2 separate regions of the Mus musculus genome follow, and region 2 is linked to region 1. A link is a contact called in public Hi-C data. All regions are on one chromosome and are shown on one strand. The core of a region is the stretch at or near the end of the contact, and the rest is flanking DNA. Distances in the headings are between cores, read along the strand shown.

What was found. A called contact is a pair of places that touch in the nucleus more often than the background predicts.
Region 2: a Hi-C map of bone marrow-derived macrophages shows a contact between it and region 1, with 17 read pairs. The contact joins two enhancer-like sites. A contact is called at or near these places in 1 of 39 promoter capture datasets (liver), 1 of 15 datasets of contacts at CTCF or cohesin (the NIH/3T3 cell line), 1 of 484 Hi-C or Micro-C datasets (bone marrow-derived macrophages) and 1 of 9 other capture datasets (embryonic stem cells).

The regions. Positions count from the first base shown.
Region 1 is chr3:27,437,226-27,442,534 of GRCm38.p6, reverse strand. It overlaps Fndc3b (fibronectin type III domain containing 3B), which reads left to right. Exons shown (of 26, transcript NM_173182.3): 23 at 2,365-2,577. Among named protein-coding and RNA genes, the nearest start is that of Gm32738, 43 kb to the left of the region's middle. Within about 2 kb of position 2,669, at least 10 of the 459 cell types and tissues checked have an H3K27ac peak or open chromatin away from gene starts, as enhancers often do. A contact at or near this core is called in bone marrow-derived macrophages, where this site is marked.
Region 2 is chr3:27,856,483-27,861,791 of GRCm38.p6, reverse strand. No RefSeq gene overlaps it. Among named protein-coding and RNA genes, the nearest start is that of Gm26040, 9.0 kb to the left of the region's middle. Within about 2 kb of position 2,576, at least 118 of the 459 cell types and tissues checked have an H3K27ac peak or open chromatin away from gene starts, as enhancers often do. A contact at or near this core is called in bone marrow-derived macrophages, where this site is marked.

The DNA.
Region 1 (5,309 bases), core at 1,420-3,919:
TGCCTTGGTTACTGTAGCTTTATAGTAAGTCCTTGCGTTGGGTGGTCCTGTGGTTACTATAGCCTTATAGTAAGCCTGCCTTTCACATTTGTGTTGGCTAGTTTACTTCCTTTCCACACAACTTGTAGAATTAGCTTGTCTTTATCTCCTAAGAACCCTGCCAGGACTTTTTACTTTATTCTTTTATGTGTTTATTTAATCTTGGAGACAAGAATTGTAAGCACTGTAGCCCAGGCTGGCCTTGAATGTTCCATCTTCCCGCTTCAGCATCTGAGTGTGGGGACTGATTTTAGTATATTGTGTCTATAGGTGAATCCTGGGAGAACTGACACTTTACTGTGAGCCCTCCCTTCTTTCTCTCTGTCTGTCTGTCTGTCTCTGTAGGTTCTCTATAATAATTTCATCAGCATCTTGTGGATTCCTTTTTGTTTTCCCTAGCTCTCTATACCTTTTGTTCCCAGCACCATAGGTATACCTAACAAATGCTGCTAGACAGGAGGCTGAGAACGCCAGGCATCCTTGCGCTAGTCTGGCCTTGCTGATCCTGCTCCGGGTCTTAAAGGGAAAGTATGTCCTCTCCCACTGATGTCATGGTAGCGGTGGACTTTTTGTTAGGTACTTATCATATCAAAGAGACTCCCTCCATGTCTGCAGAGCATTTTGATTGGAAATGGAGCTTGGGTTGTGTTATCGATACTTTATCAACTGATATGATCATCTGCTTTTTTCTTCTGTAGACTATAAACAAGGTAGGGCCTAGAGAATGAGCTAGCAGAGAAAAGAGCTTTCCCACCTCATTCAGAGCCATGCACACCCTGGAGCTGGCCTTTCTCTGCAGCACTTTGCACACGGGGACTGACTTCTGAACTTAGTTCAGCCACTGGAATGATAAAGTTTGGAGAATTTGACTCATGTGTTATATTTTAGTATTGTTTACGTTGTACCTCCTTTTTAAGTATAAACAATAAAAACTATAGGAGAGAATTACATAAAACTAACTAAATCATGGAAATATATAAAAAGGATCTAGTTTTCCTTGGACTATATTATTCATTGTAATCTTTTGTTTTTTTTTTAAAAACTATGTTGTGAATTCAAATCATGTTTAATTATTGAAAGTTTCTGAGCTCTTAACATTATGCATTTCAGTCGTGCAGTGGTTGTGAGTTCAGACTCCTGTGATCTAGCAAGGAATCTAGAGAGAGGACCCCACTGTAGGCTCTGTAAGGAATCATGAGGACACTGGAAGTCACAGACCTAAGTGGACTTAACCTGGGTGAAGCCTCGTGAAGACATGAGGTTGACTTGAGAACCCCGTTAATAAAGTGGAATTTTAGTCGATGCTTGTAGGTATAGAAAAGACGAGGAAGTAGGGAAGTCCTCTGTTTAGAACATTAGAGGGAGGATGCCCTGTAGCAGGTGGGTGTGGGTGAGGGGGGACGCCCCTGAAGCAGGTGGGTGTGGGTGAGGGGGGACGCCCCTGAAGCAGGTGGGTGTGGGTGAGGGGGATGCCGCTGAAGCAGGTGGGTGTGGGTGAGGGGGGACGCCCCTGAAGCAGGTGGGTGTGGGTGAGGGGTGACTCCCCTGAAGCAGGTGGGTGTGGGTGAGGGGGGACGCCCCTGAAGCAGGTGGGTGTGGGTGAGGGGGGACGCCCCTGAAGCAGGTGGGTGTGGGTGAGGGGGGACGCCCCTGAAGCAGGTGGGTGTGGGTGAGGGGGGACGCCCCTGAAGCAGGTGGGTGTGGGTGAGGGGGGATGCCCCTGAAGCAGGTGGGTGTGGGTGAGGGGGGACGCCCCTGAAGCAGGTGGGTGTGGGTGAGGGGGGACGCCCCTGAAGCAGGTGGGTGTGGGTGAGGGGGATGCCGCTGAAGCAGGTGGGTGTGGGTGAGCTTCTGTAACACTCAGGGCAAAGAGGTGTGCCGGGTAGGGAGTGCACAGCCAGAGGAGGGCTGTTCGGTGACTTTGGAGAACTGTGGCTAATCAACAAGTTGGGACTTGGAAGAATCAGGAAAACAGGGATAGTATGTAAGGTTATATACATACATTTTAAGTCTACTAGATTTTAAATTCCTAGAGTGTGGGGGTGGGGCAGGGCTGATCCATCATCACTGCTTCCAGTAAGCATCCAGTTAAGAGTTTCGTATCTACGTGACATTAGCAGGAACATTTCTGAGGCATCCTAAGGAACACTTACTAGTGCACGGATTTTCTGTGTTCAAGATCGAGTGTATAACCACCTCTCTGTGCTGCCCAGGGCTCGCTTGCTCTGCCCCTGCCTTGCCTTAGGGGCATGTAGCAAACGTCCATTCTGAATGAAGAAAGTTCAGCCTCTTAAACATGTACTCTTTTTGTTTCCCCACCTCTAGGATCAGAATTCAGGCTATCAATGAAATTGGAGTTGGACCATTTAGTCAGTTCATTAAAGCAAAAACTCGGCCATTACCGCCTTCGCCTCCTAGGCTTGAGTGTGCTGCGTCTGGTCCTCAGAGCCTGAAGCTCAAGTGGGGAGACAGTAACTCCAAGACACATGCTGCTGGTGACATGGTGTACACACTACAGCTGGAAGACAGGAACAAGAGGTGAGACGGGCGAGCGGTGCCTGGCATGTCCCCACAGCCTTGCCGTTCGTCCTATACGTTATCCTTCCGAACCCCTCGTCGCCGTCCTTGTTCAAAGAAGGAACTAAGAGGGCTGACTCATGCAGTGTACCCAGCACATGCCCTCTGACCTTCCTCCGGAGTTCTTAAGCGTTTGAAAGATCCTGGGCTCCCTCATGACAATGGATGCCTGTTTGTCCCTTTATAAAGTCAGATGATGGGGGAGAAATTAGCAAATCAGAAAATTGTCAGATTCAAGTCCTCATTGTACAATAACATTATGTTAGTCACTAGTGCAGCAGGAAATAGGACCCAGGAGAAATGGTGTCTCTTTAAATATTCAGTGACTATCAGGACAAACATGTTTACCAATCTGAAATCGCTGTGGGTGATGTACAGATGGGGATTGTACTCTAACTGTGGGTGCCGTGATATCAAATTAACCAGGGCAAATAAGAGATTTGTTTCTTACAAGACACCGTGCCCAGAAGACACTTGGAGATGTAGAAATCAAATCCACACTTCCACATCCTGTTTACTTAACCCAACTCCATTTCCTCAGAAAATGGCCAATCAGATGACAGGAGCAAAGTGGTATTTAGGAATAATTAGATGCTGAGCAGAAGTTTACGGTGACAGAATAGTCTATTAGCAAAGATCGTGATGAGAGTCAGGGTGAAGGGAGGATTGCCGTAAAACCAAGGCGGTGGTGACGAATACGTGTCCACCCTGTTGCCAGTATGACATGATGTTGGTATACACATGTGTTGGGCCACATTCATAGATAGCTACCAGGGGACCCACACCTGGACTAGTCAGCATGTTTCTGGAAACATAAAACCAGTGCTACCACAGGGGGTTGCCCCTCTTGTATCACTGAATTTATTACCACATTGTGTTCCAGTATGCTGGGGTCACACACATACACACACACACACACACACACTCACACATACACACACTCACACATACACACACACACTCACACACACATACACACACACACACACCACACACACACCACATACATACACACACACACACATACACACACACACTCACACACACACACACATACACACACTCACACACACACACCACATACACACACACACATACACACTCACACACACACACACACACTCTCAGTCTCCTCTGTGAATGCAGGGTTAGGCTGACTTTACTGCAGGGGAGTTCCGATGACCTTTGGTGGAGATGAAGATCCAGAGAAATACCAGGGAGAAGGCACCATAGCTACACACTGGGCTCCATGGAAACAGTATCAGGGCCTTTGACAACCAGCTAGACACTGAGTGGATCGTTGGCTGAGGAAAATCAACTAAACCAAGAGTCCCTGAGAATGCAAGGGGCTAGTACTGTCTTGATCATCTACCATGCAGAGGTGCCAGAGGGGGCGCAGAGAAGCCCCCAGGTGCCTCTCTCAACTTCTTAGACAATCTAAGACATGGCAAAGACCAACAGTTAAGGACCCAGGACACCCAGGATGCCTCTTTTGGCCTTCCTGTTTCAATCTGAATCTCGTTATACAGCCTGCCTGCCCATGGGTAACGTTCCCGAGACTCGGGGAGACAAGGTAACAGCAGCTTTAAGAAAAGTGACCTTTGACCTGAGGGAAGGAGAGCCATGCAAAGGACATGGCTGGACCTGAGCTGAAGGAGAATCTTGCGGCTGCGTGAAAGGTAGTCACTGAGGCTAATGCAAGCAAGAAGTAGATCAGCACATTTTCTACAGGGTTTCAAAAAGATTGCACACCTCAGACCATCCAACGGGAATCCCTGAAGTGTGAGGCAACATTAGACTTGACGCACAGTGCCCCATTCAGCACAGTAGACAGGGAGATGTGCTGTGGGTGTTCTCTGGAGCCGCTAACATTAACCTCCCTGATACAAGATCGGGTGTGAGAGTTGGTGTGGAAACTGAAAGCAGGGTCTTCACACTCAGCGCAGTTAGCTCTACCTGAGGATGGCAGGGTCTTCCTCTTTGTCTATGCTCGGGCGCAGCATAACAGATTAACCACCCTCTTACATGAGTACCACTTCATAATGGCCAAAAAAATCTTTTGTTGTTCCTGTTTGTTAGTTTTTAAAGATTGAATTACAGCTGTTTGTTTTGTTGACATCTGAATGAAAGAGGGGAAGGAAGGATGGAGGGAGAACTCACATAGTATTAACTCACAGAAAATTCTAGAATGCCGTGCCATAGAGGAAAAGCATTCTGGGAGTGTGTACCATAAGTGCACAAACCAGAATTTTCCGAGGTGAGAGTTTGACTTGGCCCAGAAATACCAGGTATGGAGAAAACAGAGCAGCAGTTATCCTCCAGGGGACCAGAGACGAGGCTGAGGACAGGAGGCAGGGGGCTGCTCCTGACAGGTCAGCTAGAGACCAAAAGCAACTGTTAGATGCAAAAGCACTGATCCTGAGGAGTGCATTTCTTTGGATCTGTTCTCATTGGATCATGATTCTACCTGGAGGAAGTTCTCAGCCACAGAGGACTAGGAAGAACAAGTGTCTGCGCTAGCAAAAGCCATCATGCAAGTGACAGCCAGTATTGGGGGATATTCCCACGCCTTTGCTTTCTCTTCCAGGCCTTTGCTTCTCTTGGAAACAAAAACAACCTTGCTCAGGGATATTTTCCAGTTCCCCCAAAACGAAAGGCACAGCAGGGTTGGCACTGGCATCTTACTTGCCAAT
Region 2 (5,309 bases), core at 1,327-3,826, 420 kb before region 1:
CCAATTGGTTCAGCCCTGAACCAAGGCAAGGCTTTAAGGGCTCTGGCCAACACATCAAGAGGCTGCACCACAGGGCCCTACCTCTGGCTGGTACCAAGGTTTGGAGAACTAGCTTCTGCGTTCTATACCTCTGCTCACTGGCTGGGCGGCTGCTTTCTGTAACCGAGTGCCTGTTACTTGTCATGCCCCAGTAGGGACTGCACGGTGGCTATGAAGGACAGTCTCAGTTAGAGCTTTTGTCGATTTTCTTTGTTCTCCTCACGCAGGTCCTCCTGGGAGTTAGCAGAAGCCACCAAACACTGACTACAGCTAAGACTGAGTATCGCAGCTCCTTGACACTTTAATATATATTTCAAAAAACCAGTTGACAATAAATCCCTTTTATAATGTCATTTCCTAGCCGCCTTGATGGATGACACACTACAAGGACTGTCCCAATCATGCCAGACCAACTGTCCAACAATTGAGCGGTACCAGGTGGCCCCTCTAATCTGGGTTCCAGGGAGTTATTCCACAATTACTCGTGGGAACCACGCAAAGACAGATATGCTCTCTGGGAAAGTCATGGATACCTATCCTCTGGATGGCTCAAAACCCTCGTCTTCTCCCTCAACCTCTCCCCTATTCTCCTGGAGAGGGGAAGTGTCTTCTTTAAATGAGTCACTATCCCCAAGATGTATTAAAAGCTCTAGTTGTTATAAGGCCAGGAAGCACTAAAAAACCCTACAGAGACAGAACTTTACATAAAATGCCCATATTACTGAGGTTGTTTTTTTCCTGCCAAGTTGTCATCCTTATAGTCTCTGGTCACTCCCCTTAAGTAGTTATGATGTCCACAGTTAACTCGATAGGGAAAGGGAATTTATTTTTACATGGGTGTAAAAATCACAAAATTCAAGGCTTGTATTTTTTGCCATCTGAATAACCCCTCATGCTTGTTCACACATGTTGAAAGTGTTGTTTAACTAAAGTACACAGAGCAGACTCATTGAAGACTACCCTTTCCCCTTGCTCTAGACAAGGAGAAAGATCAAAGCTGCCAGTATTTTTCCAGGATGACCCCTGCTTTGTTCTGAACACTCCACCCATCTCCAGTTTGTAGAAGCTCAAACAATCCCCCTCCCCCGATTTTCTCTTCTATAAACCTTCTTATAAACAAGACTCCCATTGCTCCTTTGGCATCCCATGAAGAGAGGATTCTCCCTCACAGGTAGATCTTTACGGTGTCTTCTACAGTTATAGTATCAATTCCTTCAAACTTCTAAAGCTCACAGTGTTAAAGCAGTGAAAAAGCATTGTGGGACTTGGCAGGTGAAATGCATTGTGGGACTTGGCAGGTGAAAAGCATTGTGGTACTTAGCAGGTGAAACGCATTGTGGGACTTGGCAGGTGAAAAGCATTGTGGGACTTGGCAGGTGAAAAGCATTGTGGGACTAGGCAGGTGAGGAAAGGTATTTGAGATGGTTCTGTTCTAATAAGACCGATGTTGAATAATGAAAAGCGGCTTACCTATTAACAACTCTGCCTTAAAATGCCCAAGTGGCTAGCATTTTTTAAAAAAGCAACCCTGGTTTATTAAGTAATTAATTCCTTTCATACTGGAGGAGAGTATAAGGTAATGATGATAACTGATTTCAATTATCTCATAAATTATTATTGATAAAGAATGCACAGGGTACCAGACTGTATGTTCTTAATATGGCATGATGACTTGGAAAAGCAAATCTCCCAGCTCAGGGGCCAGCAGGAGGCTCAGTAGGTAAGGCCTTTTCCCATTACGCTTGCGAACACCATCCCTGGAAAACATGTCTTATCCTCTGAACTGCGTGCATGCTGTGGCATGTGCACGCTTGTGTACACACACACAAATAAATAATTTTTTAAAAAAGATCTCCAGCCCACAAAACACAAATGATCCAGAAGATAACCGATAAAGAAGTTTGAACAAGTTACACACCAATAAACGGACTGAAAACCAACCCCTTTGCCTTTGGGGAGTTTCTGTTTTCCCACACATGAAACAAAGGAGCCAAGATTAGCTGTCATGTCCAGAATCCTGGAACTTAAAATACATGTGCTAGTGTAAAACGTTAAGCCCTCGAATGCTTTGCTTGGCAAATTTCATGAAAAAGATAAGCTCAATGGAATTATGACTTCAGACAGAGAAGTGGATGCTATCACAGACCTAGGGAACAAGAAGAAGAAAAATATGGAACTTGGCCACAGATAGAAAAGAATGCTGGTGTTGTTGTTGGTGGTGGTGGTGGTTTTGGTTTTGGTTTTGTTTTGGTTTTTGCAGCCAGCAGCCTGGACAGGAGGGAGCTCTGGCGAGAGTGGCACAGCAAGCTCAGGGCTCAGAGCACCTTGCTCAGGGCAATCAATCAACAAAGGTTTTATTTGACTCAAGTTACTTTATTTGTCAAGGGACTCTTAGGAGGTGCCTGAGATAACGTGGACGAGGGTTATATGCCCTGCCGAGTGTAGTGGATTGCAGAAATATCCTAGCGACTAGCTCTGTAAGACTAGGGAGGGAAGGGGCTGGGTAACCAGAGAAGGCTCAAGAAGTATTCCAGGAATGCTCTGAGGCTGAGCCTGAACAGTGGGGCCTGGCTAGGGATTGTAAAGAAAGGGCAGTTGCACGCAGACAGAGAATGAGAACCAAAATGGATTTATCCTCTTTAAGTAAACTACCCAGCCAGCACTCGGGAGGAGCATCATGGTTACAAAAAGCACTTTGACAGTGAACTGAAGAATAAGCCACAGATGGCCTCAAAATATAAAGATGCTTCGGTATTCAAGATTTCCCACCAGACTCAATTCTCCCAGAGAGAAATATAAAGAAAAAAACATAGAGCTTCAAGAGACTGGGTTCTCTTACAACATGAGAACTATGACGTCCAGTGTGTCACTCTTGCTGCCATGCCTGCCAGGAAGCTGAAACAGGATTGAGATTTAGTTCTACAACTTGTGTATCCAACTCTTTTTTCTTTATATCCTCCTTTATCTCCCATTTCTATCTTTCATTACAAACCTCATTCTTTCCTCCAATTCAAAGATATTGATTGTGTCCTCTGTGTCAGGCACATCAAACCTTTTGAAGGGCAGATAGCGTGAGTGTCTGGAGCAGCAGGAAGAGTTATGAGCTTTTAATGTTAGCTCTGCTTCTGACTCATCCTGTGTTTAGGTCTTGAGGCTTGAAGTTTATTCTTGGGATATAGTTCAGGCATTTTCCAGATGAGGAAGGGCTCTGGGGTATCTAGCTGGCTTTTCCTAATAACTCACCCAGTGACTGTCTTCCTCTTGTTTAAGCATGGCTTACTTCTCCGAGGGTCTTTGATCCTCTGTCTGCAGACACTCTGGCACCAGGAGCCTTAAAGGTCAAGGAGCAAAGACACACTGAGGTGGGTGAAATCGGGGGACACTTGTCAGCAACCTCTGAGAACCTGTGGGGCACACACTGGCTTCTAAGATAGATGGATGGTGTCATCCTCGGTATGAATAACTGTGTGCTCACTAAGCTTAGGCGGGGACCCAGCAGGTGTGTTCTGGAACATGGCTGTTTGGAAGAGAGCCATTAAGCTCTGTTTCCTTTTATCCATGTGGGCAGCCAAAGTGCAACATCATGAGGTCCAAGAGCAAAGTATGCACTGTGACTCAGTTTCCTCATAGGAATAAAGGACCTGGGCTCATTTATCTCCTGAGGCTCTTTTCACTTTCAATTGCTATGGTGTTTTTTGTTTTGTTTTGTTTTTTAACCCATTGGTTCTCCTTACAGTCATTTGGCTGCACAGGGCACAAAGATAGACAGTTTTGGATTCTCTCCCAATACCATGTGAAACAATACACGAATACAGTAGAAAACTATGCATAATTTGTAATATTGATTGGTAAGATGGCAATTCACTAAGAGCTCTAAGTTATACTAAAGACCTGCTATGCTGGGCGTGGTGGCACACGCCTTTTATCCCAGCACTTGGGAGGCAGAGGCAGGCGGATTTCTGAGTTCGAGGCCAGCCTGGTCTACAGAGCGAGTTCCAGGACAGCCGGGACTACACAGAGAAACCCTGTCTCAAAAAAAAAAAAAAAAAAAAAAAAAACCTGCTACATTTGTGTGGTGGTTAGCTTTAATTGTCAATGTAACAATTTAGAACTACTGGGGAACAGAGTGTCAGTAAGAGTTTGGCTGTGAGCATGTCTGTGGGAGATTGTGTCTATTACATTGATGGATGTGGAAAGACCCAGTCCACTGTGGGTGGCATCATTCCCTAGGTTTGAGGTTTTAGCTGTGTAAGAATGGAGCAGGTGTGCTGAGTACTGATTATGCATCCATAGGTTTGTCCCTGCTCTTGACTATGGATATGATTAGCTAGTTTAAGCTCCTGCCAGCCTCAACTTCCTGCTCTGGTGGAGCTGTGATTTAACATAATGTTTTTTCCCCTGAGTTGATTTTTTGTTGGGACATTTAATCATAGCAGCAAAAATGAATCTCAGTCAGCATGCTTAGCCACTTCCATTACAGCATATTCAAATACTTGATAAATGATGTTTATGCAGGTTGTCTTTGATTGTTTGTTTCAGATACAGTTGTAAGAAGTCACACAGGAGCCAGGCATGGTGGCGCGCGCTTTTAATCCCAGCACTTGGGAGGCAGAGGCAGGCAGATTTCTGAGTTCGAGGCCAGCCTGGTCTATAGAGTGAGTTCCAGGACATCCAGGGCTGTAGAGAGAAACCCTGTCTCGAAAAACCAAAAAAAAAAAAAAAAAAAAAAAAAAAGAAGTCACACAGGAAGAGATCCTGTGTAATCGCTACCAAATTTCTGCCAATTTTGCAAAAACCATAGTACAAATTCACAAACAGGTCTTGGACATTGGTAGTCAAGATGACAACCATGTCTGCCCTGCTCAGGATCCCTCCTTTGCCCTTCATGGTCTCGCACATTTGCTTTCCACCCTTAATCCTTGGAAATTTCTGGAAACCTCTTACCTATTCACAATTTTTATAACTTTATCATTTTAAAAAATGTATATAAATGTAATCACACTTCATAAATGTCTAAAATAAGCTTTTATAGCCTCAGCATCATTTTTGTTTATTAGCTTATTTATCAAGTTACTTTGACACAGAGTCTCATGTACCTCAGGCTGGCCTCAAACATACTGTGAAGCTGAGAATGAACTTGAACGTTTGATCTTTTTGCTTCTGTCTCCTGAATGCTAGGATTACAGGTATGTAAACCATGCCTCATTTATGCAAGGTAGGAATGCAGTCTAGAGTATTGCATGTGGTATGCAAGCACTCAGCCAGTTGAC